Regions from separate parts of the Sus scrofa genome. Here region 2 is linked to region 1. The links are chromatin contacts, called in public Hi-C maps. All regions are on one chromosome and are shown on one strand. The core of a region is the stretch at or near the end of the contact, and the rest is flanking DNA. Distances in the headings are between cores, read along the strand shown. Region 1 holds the start of RERG (ras-related and estrogen-regulated growth inhibitor). Region 2 has its middle 26 kb from the start of PDE6H.

What was found. Hi-C and Micro-C count contacts between places; a contact is called where the count stands out from the background.
Region 2: a Hi-C map of retroperitoneal adipose tissue shows a contact between it and region 1, with 2.3 times the contacts expected there. The contact joins the enhancer-like site here to the promoter of RERG in region 1. A contact is called at or near these places in 11 of 47 Hi-C or Micro-C datasets (alveolar macrophages, brain, embryonic fibroblasts and 6 more) and 1 of 2 datasets of contacts at active chromatin or transcription factors (skeletal muscle).

Annotation. Positions count from the first base shown.
Region 1 is chr5:57,346,487-57,351,899 of Sscrofa11.1, forward strand. It overlaps RERG (ras-related and estrogen-regulated growth inhibitor), which reads left to right and starts at 2,900. Exons shown (of 5, transcript XM_003481681.4): 1 at 2,900-3,147.
Region 2 is chr5:57,532,220-57,538,002 of Sscrofa11.1, forward strand. No RefSeq gene overlaps it. Among named protein-coding and RNA genes, the nearest start is that of PDE6H, 26 kb to the right of the region's middle. Within about 2 kb of position 2,177, at least 1 of the 83 cell types and tissues checked has an H3K27ac peak or open chromatin away from gene starts, as enhancers often do. A contact at or near this core is called in retroperitoneal adipose tissue, where this site is marked.

The DNA of each region.
Region 1 (5,413 bases), core at 1,650-4,149:
TAGATTTGTCTCCAGTCAGAGGGAAAGTCCAATCATAGCCAAAAACAGATTTTCCTTTGCCTAATATCTAACTAAGCATATAATAACAAGAGTATAATACCCCAAACCCCAATCAAAACAAAACAAAAAAATCATTAGCAGCACCAAAACAAGGAGATGGGCTTGACTTCTTGCTCTAAAACTTCAAAACAAATCTTCTAATGGAATAAAGGATTATGGTATAAAGGTTCTGCCTTGCAGAAGCAGCATTGATGAGTCATCAAATCCTGAGCACTCTTTTCACCAATAATGAATACCTCTAAATTTGGAGTGAAATGAATTGAGTAACTATCCTTCTTTTCTGACAGGAGGAGGGGACACGATTGAGTGTATTTATGGAAACGGCTTAGGAGAGAGTGTAGAAGATTCCAAGAACAAATTAGGGAGCATCTCAAGACGAAGGGATTCTTTTCTTTGGAACAGTGTCTGATCCTGACTGCCTGCATTAAATCCTGGTACAAGGTCATTAACAAGGCTACGCAGAGACTCGCATGACCTCTCCTCTTTGCTTTATCTTCTCATCTCAGGATGGTAGACAGAGTGAAATGCTCAGCCCTCAAACCATTGCTCTGTAGTGAAAACAAAGGTTTCAGATAAGGGAGGAAAAGAGCCAAGAAGAATTCCTTTATTATGGATATTGCAGGAAATTTGATATCTGATTAAAATAAACCACGTAATAAATAGAAAAAAATGTTATGAAGGAAATAAAGGAGGAAAAGATCATAATAAGCCAAAGAAGGGTTAAGGCAAAATGAATTAAAAACAGCAAGGAAAGGTGGATATTCTCAAATAAACAAGATAGCACCTAGAAGACCTACTTGAAAACATCGCTTGGAGTACCCTGGTGGTCTAAGGGGTAAGGATTCAGTGTTGGGATGTAACCAAAAAAAAAAAAAATTACTTAATGAACAAATGAAGGGCTTAATCAAAATAATCAGGAATAGTAGAACTATGGTAAAATAATTAAATACATTTATTCCATTTAAATGGAATAAAGTTTTAAAAAAACTAAGTTTTAAAGAACTTTGGGAATTAAAGCTACGAAACAAATCAAATATTATAAATCGATAAAAATTATACAGAAATAAAAAAATAAATAAACAGGAGTTTCCATCGTGGCTCAGTGGAAATGAACCTGACTAGCATCCATGAGGATGCAGGTTTGATCCCTGGCCTCGCTCAGTAGGGTAGAGATAGGGCGTTGCTCTGAGCTGTGGTGTAGGTCGCAGACGTGGCTCAGATCAGGCGTTGCTGTAGCTGTGGTGCAGGCCAGCAGCTACAGCTATGATTTGACCCCTAGCCTGGGAACCTCCATGTGCTGTGGGTGCAGCCCTAAAAAGACAAAAAAAAAAAAAAAAAAGTAAAAATATAAGATGAAGGAGGGGAACATGAGAGACATAATAAGAGGCTAATTTCCTCCTCTTTAAACAGCAAGAAGTCAATTAACATTGACTAAAATAAATATATGGTTAAACAAAAATTATATAGATATATAAAAACCCATTTAAATTTAAATATAAGCAAATATATGGTTAAACACAATGAATTAAGATGTCATTAATATGCAATTAATAATTTTTACTTAAGGTAGCTTTATTATGTAATAAGTAATTTTAACATATCTAATTATTATGCGACTAATAATTTTAACCTTTAAGGTAAAATATCTCATGAGGTGAGTAAATATATTAAGATCCTGTTCAGGGAGCTAATTCCTAGCTTTGTGCAGACACAGCTCCTCCATTCAGCATGGCTCACAACTGGTGGCTTTCCAGGTCAGCTGGTCCTGGAAACTGCCTGCCCTGTTACACCGCTTCCATCAGGGACACAGACTGTTCACCTACCACTGTTCACTTAGTCTATTCGACATGGCAGTGGTTTTCTGGAGGCCATCGGGTGTCTTGTTAAGAACACCAGGCTTCACAGGAAAACAAATAATATGGGTGTTTCGTGCTTCTCATCAAAAGTTTCATAGTTTTGGGAAATCTTTTAATCTCCCTGAAACTCACCTCCTTGGCTCTGAAATGCAATTTTTTTTTTTTTTTTAAATGGCTGCACCTGCTGCATATGGACTTCTGGGCTAGGAGTTGAATCCAAGCTGCAGCTGGGGCCTACCACAACCATGGCAACATCAGATCCTTAAACCCACTGAGCAAGGCCCAGGATGGAACCTGCAACCTCAGAGAGACAATGTGGGCTCTCTGCTGAGCCACAATAGGAAATCACGGAAGGCTAATAATTTTAATGAGTGCCTACCTCAATGAAGGGAGTAAATATCAGATGAGATGAGAGATGTGAAAGGGAGTCTAGCGCAGCACAAATATTAATCATTTTCGTTAGGTTTGAGGATGATTGAGTGTGATTTCAATTCGAACGTTATAAATGCTGATCTTGTAAGGGGAAATGTGAATCTTTTGGAACTTTCTCCAGTATAGAGATATGAAGTTCAATTTAATGCAGTACATATGTCTCTCCTAGCATCTCAGCTTCCAATCGGCCTGGATTTTTATTCCAACCATTTACTAGCCTTGGACAAGTGATTTATCCTCTGTTTCCTCGTGGGAATCATGGGGAAAGTTAAACGTACCTCTAAGGGATGTTGTGAGGACCTTCTGAAGTAAGGAATCGAAAAGGTCACATACTGATCCTTTTACAGGCAAATGTTTTAACCCAAGGAGTGAGATCCTTCAACGAGAACCTAGAGGCCGGGAATCTAGCAGGAGAAAAGGGAAGCCTGTCCGAGTGCAGCTCGAAAACTGATTTTTGAATGATCCAGCCTGGAGGCGGCTTCGCTGGAGGAGCCGAGCGCTAGCCCCAGTAGGGGGCGCGCGAGCGCCACACTGCAGCATCCCGGCGGCCTCGTCCGCCGGAGCCCGCGTCCTGCCGCAGTCCATCCGCCGCTAGTCGGAGAGAGTGGTTGCGGGGAGACCCGGGCCACTCCGCCAGCTATTACTGCTACTGCCGCTGCCCCCCGCAGTCGCAGCCCAGCAGCCGGGAAACGCCACCCACAGATTGGGCCGCGCAGCGTGGGAGGGGTAGCGGTCCCGGGGGACTGATTCTGAACTTGCAGGGGGACCGCGGCTCTCTGGGCCTGGAGAGTGTGAACAGGTGAGTGTCACGCACGTGCCCAGGTGGCTTTTTCGGGATGACTTCCTGAAGACCCTTCCGAGCCCCTGAACGCTCGGCCTCCGGGGCGGCCCTCCTGGCCACGGGGTCCTCTCAGCCAGGGCTTTGGGGGTCGCCGAGAGGGAGATGTAAGCGCTGGTGCCCCGAGCTTGACAGCGCCCTCGGTCAGAGCTGAGACCTAGAATGCCCTTTTGACTTAGGCAGCGTTTGCTCCCCAGGTTGAAAGCAAGTGACCCGCAGTCCATGATGGGTTTGTTTATCGTTCCAGGATACCTGTTGCTTTCAGAATAACGCCATAGCCAGGAGTCTCTTACAACGGTACTCATCCCTGTGCGTGCTGCGTTGTGATAAAATGCGGGAGAATTCCTCATATTGAGACCAGGAAAACTTGATTTCAGAGCTAGGGAAGTAGCAGCCGGAAGACCAGACTAGATTCCCACGACCAGACTAGATTCTTTGCTTCCCTAAACACCTGCACTTTATTTTGATGAGACCATAAATACAGCAGTTAGAAACACTATTATCTTATAAATCGTATATACCTTATCAAGATGCTTGTTTTTTTGTTTTGTTTTTTTTGCCAAGAGGAAGTAGAAAGCATGGACCTTGATAAGTATAATAGTCTGAAAAATGGTTTATGATGCATAAATTATTTTTTAAATAAGTTTAAAAATCAGCTTATTAGTGAACCAAATGTCATACATCTATGGGATTGTAAGCTCCTTGAAGGTGGCCGCTTTTATGATTAGCATAAAAGTGGCATGAATCAATGCATGCATTAATAGTAACACAGAATTTCGAGTCTGGCTTTTTTTTTTTTTTTTTTTTTCTTATTCTAAGCGTTATTTTGGTATCTTTATGTTTAGGGGAAAAAAATCAATACACCTTTAATCTCTGAAATATCTAAGTGTGATTTTAGCTCTAGGAGTGATAGGAACTAAGAAGTTTTTGTCCTAATAAAGCACTATCCATATAAAAGGTGAATGGCAGCTTCAAGACCCAGCCAGAATATTTCTGCACAACAACATGAAAACGAATGTCTTTTTAGATCCATGTTATGGAAGGTCTTGGATCATGAATTATTTAGAACATCAGAGACTTGGCAACAGGTCACTTATTAAAATAATGTACACATTTATCTTTGTTTTATACATTTATCAAATGTAACTTTGCACATTTTCATGTGAGAAATAAAATGTTGAAGGGTGTATGTCCGTTTTGTGTCTTTAAGGGATGTTTCTAAACATAACATAAGATAGGCAGTAACTAGCTGTATCCTGATTCAGGTACATATGAAAAATTTAATCCACACAATTTTCCTTTCTTATGTCAAATTCCTATGCCTCTGAGGCTATTTGGGAGTTACTGAAAAATTAACTTAGCAATTTTTTTTTTAATCACATTTGATGGCTACTTTCTTGAAGCATAAATCAGATAGTAAATTATCTGGATTTTATGTGCATGGGAATGAACAGTTTTGCATGAAATAAATTGTTGTTTATATAAGCTCCAGACACTTTCATGTTCTATGTTTCAAAGAAATGCTTGCCATTCTTATTTAGAAGGTATTTAGATAATATATCTCGATATATTATGCTTCTGTGATATTTCTGTGATGAGGCTCTGAACCTTAAACATAGAGGCCTTTACTTAATGAATGCATATAAAATGACAAATAAAATTCTTTTATCTTTAGCCAAAAGTATGGGACTAGACAAATTACAGATGTTAAATCCTTCTGGGGTTTATGCTATTAATGATCTCTAAGGAGTTTTTTCATTTGGGATGAAGTAAACCACAGCCAATGTTAGTATTGACCTTTTTGTCCTTCCGAGGAAACTCTGGCACTGTAGAAATCAGCAAATGCAAAATTTGTCAGGTACAGATCAATGGTTTAGATGCATAATGAAGGAAACAATTGCATGAAGGAAACAATTTCTTTGTAGAAACACTTTTTCAAAAGAACCTTTACTTCTTTCTTGCTCCGGAGAAGCTCCTTTTGAAAATTTATAGATGCCAACAAGCTGGCAGAAGCAGTTCATTTGTTTAGATAACAGACTTGAAAGTGAAGTCTTGGGTTTAAGTTGAAAACATTGATTGCAGAAGTTCAGAACTGGAGAGCCTTAGTATGAATTACTGTGGAAATATACCCCCAGTGCCCAGATGACAAAGAGGAAGAATCTCATGAAACTTTTGTTGGGTCATGGTCAGGTCACATCTCAAGGGGCAAATGCAGTAGATGCCAGGC
Region 2 (5,783 bases), core at 927-3,426, 190 kb after region 1:
GTTGCAGAATCCCCAAAATTCTTAATGAAAGTGGGATTTTTGACCCTGAATGTCTTTCCTGCATGGGGCACAGACCCCACTGTCCTCCAGTTCAGTCTTAAAGATGGGATTTACCAAAAGATCATCCATGACTAAACTTTCTCCAAATCCTCTTCTTTTTGAAGACACTTCAAAATAGAGATAAGGACATAACTGAGGTGAATGAATTAGACTCTTAAATGAGTGCCTTGTACCTCGGATGAATTCCAGGCACACATCTCTTACTTGGGACCACCTCTGTGTTCCTCCACTTCCATAGGTGAATGGTCACTGGGTGACGTCTGTTCATTTCAGGACCCAGTTTCCATCCTGAACCCCATGGTTCTCAAAAGTTGGCATGTATCACAACAACCTGGGGTGCTTTAAAAAGCACAGATTACTGGTCCCCACTTTCAGAGTTTCTTATTCGACAGGGCTGGGATGGGGTCTGAGAATTTACATTTCCAACCAGATTCCAGGTGATGCTGATTCTGCTGGGAGCACTCTGAGAACTACTGACTTAGGGTCCTCCTATCTTGGTACTTGATGCTCAAATGGGGAGAGCCTTTCTGCAGGATGAAGCCAGAGACACACAAAATCCAGAGAAAGGACCAGGCACACCGAGACAAATAGAAACAATATTGTTCAGCTCTGGGACCCATCAGGGTCTGAAGCCAGCTGTCAATATTCCATCTCCCAGCTAAATATTCAAAGTCATGAATATCCTTTTTGCTAAGCTAGTATGAGCTGGGGCCATGTCACTTGCCGCAAAAGAAGACACAGCCAGTAAAATCTCAGTAAAATCTACAATTATAACAATGTCCATTCAAGGACATTTCTCACAGCTCCTGTAGATAACAAAAGACATCAGTTTATCAGCTTGGTCAATAGCAAATATCCATAACCAATGTGACAACAATCACGTGCTTAATTAAGGAGATCTGGTGGTGGTGAGAGAAGATGGAAATTTCCTCCAGGTAGATGCAGACATAGGAGGCAACAGTGGGCATGTATTTGGTGAGCCCAGAATCATTCATCCATTTATTCACTAAATATTTGGTAAATACTAACTACAAGTTCCTCACTATGCCAAGTGCTGGAAGGAAACAGTGAAAAAGACCCTTCCAGTCAAGTTGAGGGGACAGAAGCAAACAGTCATTTACAGTTAGCATCAGATCAGTGCTCTGTAGGCATCAACATGGCAACACTGGCTTTGGAGTAAACAAACAGAGGCAATGGGAAATGAGGAATGTACTCTGTAAACCATGGCTCTGAGACAAGCTTTGGGGGATGGTGAACACAGTGGCCAGGACAGACAGACAGACTTTAGTGTCTCAGGGGATAAGCTTTCAGCATTGAATAGACTTGGATTGGAGACAAGGCTCCACTTATCTTTTCATCTAGTTACACTGAGCAATTTCCTCAAAAGTCACGGTTTCTCTTATAAACTGAGCTATTTTTGCCTAATTTAGGTAATATTGCAGCAAGAATTGCACACTGGTATCAAACATACAGTATCAAACATATAATAGCAAACATGTAATAAATGCTCTATCAATGTTTGTTAAACAAAATTACATAACTTTAGAAAAACAGTAAAGGAAGCCTCCCCCACCCTTTCTACTGGAAAGACCCTTCTCCTACTGGAAAGCTACTTATAAAGGAAAGGGGAAACCTGAAATTCCAAAGACCAACGTGACACTAAAATTAAATAGAGGAGGAAGTCTGAATGCTTAATAGCGTCAGACCTAAAAATTCTAAGAAACACCTTTAAGAATCAATACTGATACTATAAAAATTATTGAAAAATATAATAAATTGCATAATACCTATTTTCAAAAATAGGAAAATAATGGCTGTGAGAAACATAGAAATTAGAAGCAGTAAAGATACAAAAGCTCTGTGACCCTCGTTAGTGGACAACAGGAAAATTGCCCCTTCGTGATTATGTGTGTACACATGGTGGAAGAAGGGGAAAATGGCAAAATACCAGGCCTTAGGCTTAGATGTTATCAAGGACTACATTCACCACTTCCCAGTTGTAGGGCATTAAATTCTGGTTTCAAGTCTCTTGGTAAATGATGTCATCGTAACACCTGCAAGACAGGTTTATGGAGAATCAAGAGAGACAAAAAGTGTAAAAACCCTAGGTCAGGGCTTTGCATCTAAGAGGCACTTGAAGGATGGGAGCTACAAGAATGGGTGAGAGGGAGAAAAACAGATTTCCACTCCACTGGACAAGCAGCACTCGATGCTGATGGCTTGAACTTTCCCATGGCATCACTGTTTCATCCATTGCAGAACAGAAGAAAATGCTGTGATAGCCAAAGTCACGTTGGTTGCTGGATCTTAGACCAGCAAGTCTGAGGCAGAAAGCCTACTGTGGGCATAGATGTGGAATTACAAAGAATTTCAGCCATTTTAGATGGTGACTTCTGTCCTGAGTCTGGCCCCAGCCCAGATGTCTCTAATGAAGAATCAGCTGTTGGAAAGCTTCCCTGACTCTGACCCAGCAGGAAAGGAGAGTTTCTTAAAATGTGGGTCTCAGAGTTCCTGCCATGGCGCAGTGGTTAACGAATCAGACTAGGAACCATGAAGTTGTGGGTTCGATCCCTGCCCTTGCTCAGTGGGTTAACGATCCCGCGTTGCTGTGGCTCTGGCGTAGGCTGGCAGCTACAGCTCCCATTGGACCCCTAGCCTGTGAACCTCTATATGCTGTGGGAGCAGCCCAAGAAATGGCAAGAAGACAAAAAAAAAAAGAAGAAAAATGTGGTGCTCCATCTCCTTGGACCTGCATCCCTTCTTGCCCTGAGCAGATGCTGGCAGGAGCAAGCAACTGGGATGCTGAGACTGGGCATTCCTGAAAACTCCTCAAATTACTTCATGTGAAAAAATTTCACCTGTCTGAGGATGGAATTATAAACCCATAGGCAGTTTTTCTCCCCTCTAATATGATAGGAAGGGATGATCTCAGAATCCATGGACCACTGAGTTTTTTACATAACATTTTTTTAAATGGGTACTTTTTTAAAGTAAGAAGAGATCCCATTGTGGCTTAGCAGTAACGAACTGGACTAGTATCCATGAGGATGTTTTTTCAATCCCTAGGTTCACTGGGTTAAGGATCCAGCATTGCTGTAAACTCCTGTGTAGGCCACAGACACAGCCAGGAACTGCTGTGGCTATGGCTGTGGTCTAGGCCGGCAGCTGCAGCTCTGATTCAACCCCTAGCCTGGGAACCTCCATATGCTGCATGTGGCCCTGAAAAAACAATAATAAAAAAATAAATAAAAATAAGAGACTATTGATCCCACTGAAATGTGTTCAAATTGTTAAATAAAATTATGGCATTTATATTCTATACATACATCAATTTGTTTTATGCATTTAGATATCTGCCATCAGAAAAACATTTTTAAATTAAAAGAAATCCTGCAATTAAAATTAAGTTAAATATCAAAAATTCCTGCAAGTCTGTGATGATTTGTTAGAGCTTTGAAATGCAGAATTTGTAGAAACAACCATAGTTGTAGGTAAGAATCTTTATCCATCAGAGTCTAGTTCACAAAACTTGAAAGTATATACTGATTATATTAACATATGGAAATTATTATAAATTGATGGCAGTAGATTATAAGGAATTGCCCAAATAGGTGTTAGAGGGCTGAAAGTGCAAAAGGGGACACTGAGATAAAACAGATAACTTCCAGAAGCGGGAACCACCAGAGGGAAGGTGGAATTTAAGAAGAAGCCCTTAAGAGCCTAGCCAACCTGAGAAGGCACTGCCTACTGCAGACAGTAGAGGGCGCACAGAAAGAACTGAAGGACAGAGCCAGTACAACCACGCTGCCAAGGCAGGGCGGCTGCCAAGGCAGGGCAGCTGCTGCTGGGAGCTGTTGCTGTCAAGAATAGGACCCTCTATCTCCTCCCTCTCTCCCTCTGCCTCACAGCTTTCTCCCAATGTCTCCTCCTTCAGGAAGCCCAAACTGCATTTCCTAGCCCCCCGACCCAGAGTCGCAAAGCTGAGTGTAGAATGGTGGATTTGGAGTAAAGAGACGGCAGCTTCCTAAATAGCACAGTAGCTTCTTAACAACCCCTTGAAGGAAATTCAGGCAGTGTCACAAATCACAGCAGGAGCTTCAGCTGGCACCTGCTGTTTGCAAACAAACAGCATGGCTGCATCTAGAGAAGGATGCCTCTGTTTATGCCATATTGACCTTTGCAACCATCCATATACACCATCATCTCATTCATTTAATTCTTGTATTTATTCACCCAAGAAGTATTTATTGATGCCCTTCTCTTTGCAGACATTTTTCGGGGTGCTGAGACAGTTATAATAGTGAACAAGACAGATAAATCCCCTGTCCTTGTGGGATTAACATTCTAACAGCATAGATGGACAGGGAACACACACAAAAGCAATGGCCAGTAGTTCTTGGTCCATGGGGAGCAGAGGGTATTCAATCCACTTTCTTTTTCTAATGTGATGGACACAGACAATTTTATAAAAATAGCAAATTGCTCTGGTTCACCTGGATTGGCATTTTTCATTAACTTTCTTTTTGTCATAAGCTGTCATTTCAACTGTCAGGAGCTCATATTAAGCAGCCTGATTGACATAGTGTCCCTGATAAAAACAACAAAACCTAAGATATATTGCTTTCTGAGAAGAGCCCAAGTACAAACACATGAGCTCAAGCCCAGCTCATGGAGTTGGGTGGGCTGCAGGACCTTCCTTTTGAGGAAGTTCTAGAGTCCCAGACATATCCTGTGGGTGTCTGAAATGATCCTTTTCAATGAGATTTACTGATGAGCTGCAGGCATAGATTTTGAGGGAGAAATTAAAATCTAGAGGAGATGTTTCGGGGACTCATCCTTCCTTTAAAGCTTTAGTGGCAAATCCCCTATTTGTAGCATAGTGTACAGTTAGTTGCCTAGATAAAATAAGATGGTTATTTTAACTTAATTTTTTTCTTTTACTTTTTTTAATTTATTAATTTATTATTATTATTTTGTCTTTTTAGGGCTGCACCCACAGCATATGGAGGTTCCCAGGCTAGGGGTCGAATCAGAGCTACAGCTGCCGGCCTACGCCAGAGCCACAGCAACATTAGATCCGAGCCGCATCTATGACCTACACCACAGCTCATGGCAATGCCAGATCCTTAACCCACTGAGCGAGGCCAGGGATCGAACCTGCAACCTCACGGTTCCTAGTCAGATCTGTTTCCACTGCACCATGATGGGAACTCCTAATTTCTTTCTTTTTTAAAAAAAAAATTTATTGCAGTTGATTTACAATATTCTGTCAAATTCTGCTCTACAGCAAAGTGACCCAACCATACACACATATGCATTCTTCTTCTCATGTTATCTTCCATCGTGTTCTATCACAAGTGATTGTATACAGTTCCCTGTGCTTTACAGCAGGATCTCATTGCCTATCCATTCTAAATATAATTGTTTGCATCTACTAACCCCCTAATCCCCATCCATCTCACTCCCTCCCCCCTCCGCCTTGGCAAACACAAGTCTGTTCTCCATGTCTGTGAGTCTGTTTCTGTTCTGGAGATAGGTTTGTCTATGCCATATTTTAGATCCCACATATAAGTGCTATCGTATGGTATTTGTCTTTCTCTTGCTGACTTACTTCACTTAGTATGAAAATCTTCAGTTCCATCCATGTTGCTGCAAATGGCATTATTTTGTTCTTTTTATGGCTCAGTAGTATTCCATTGTATATACGTACCACATCTTCTTAC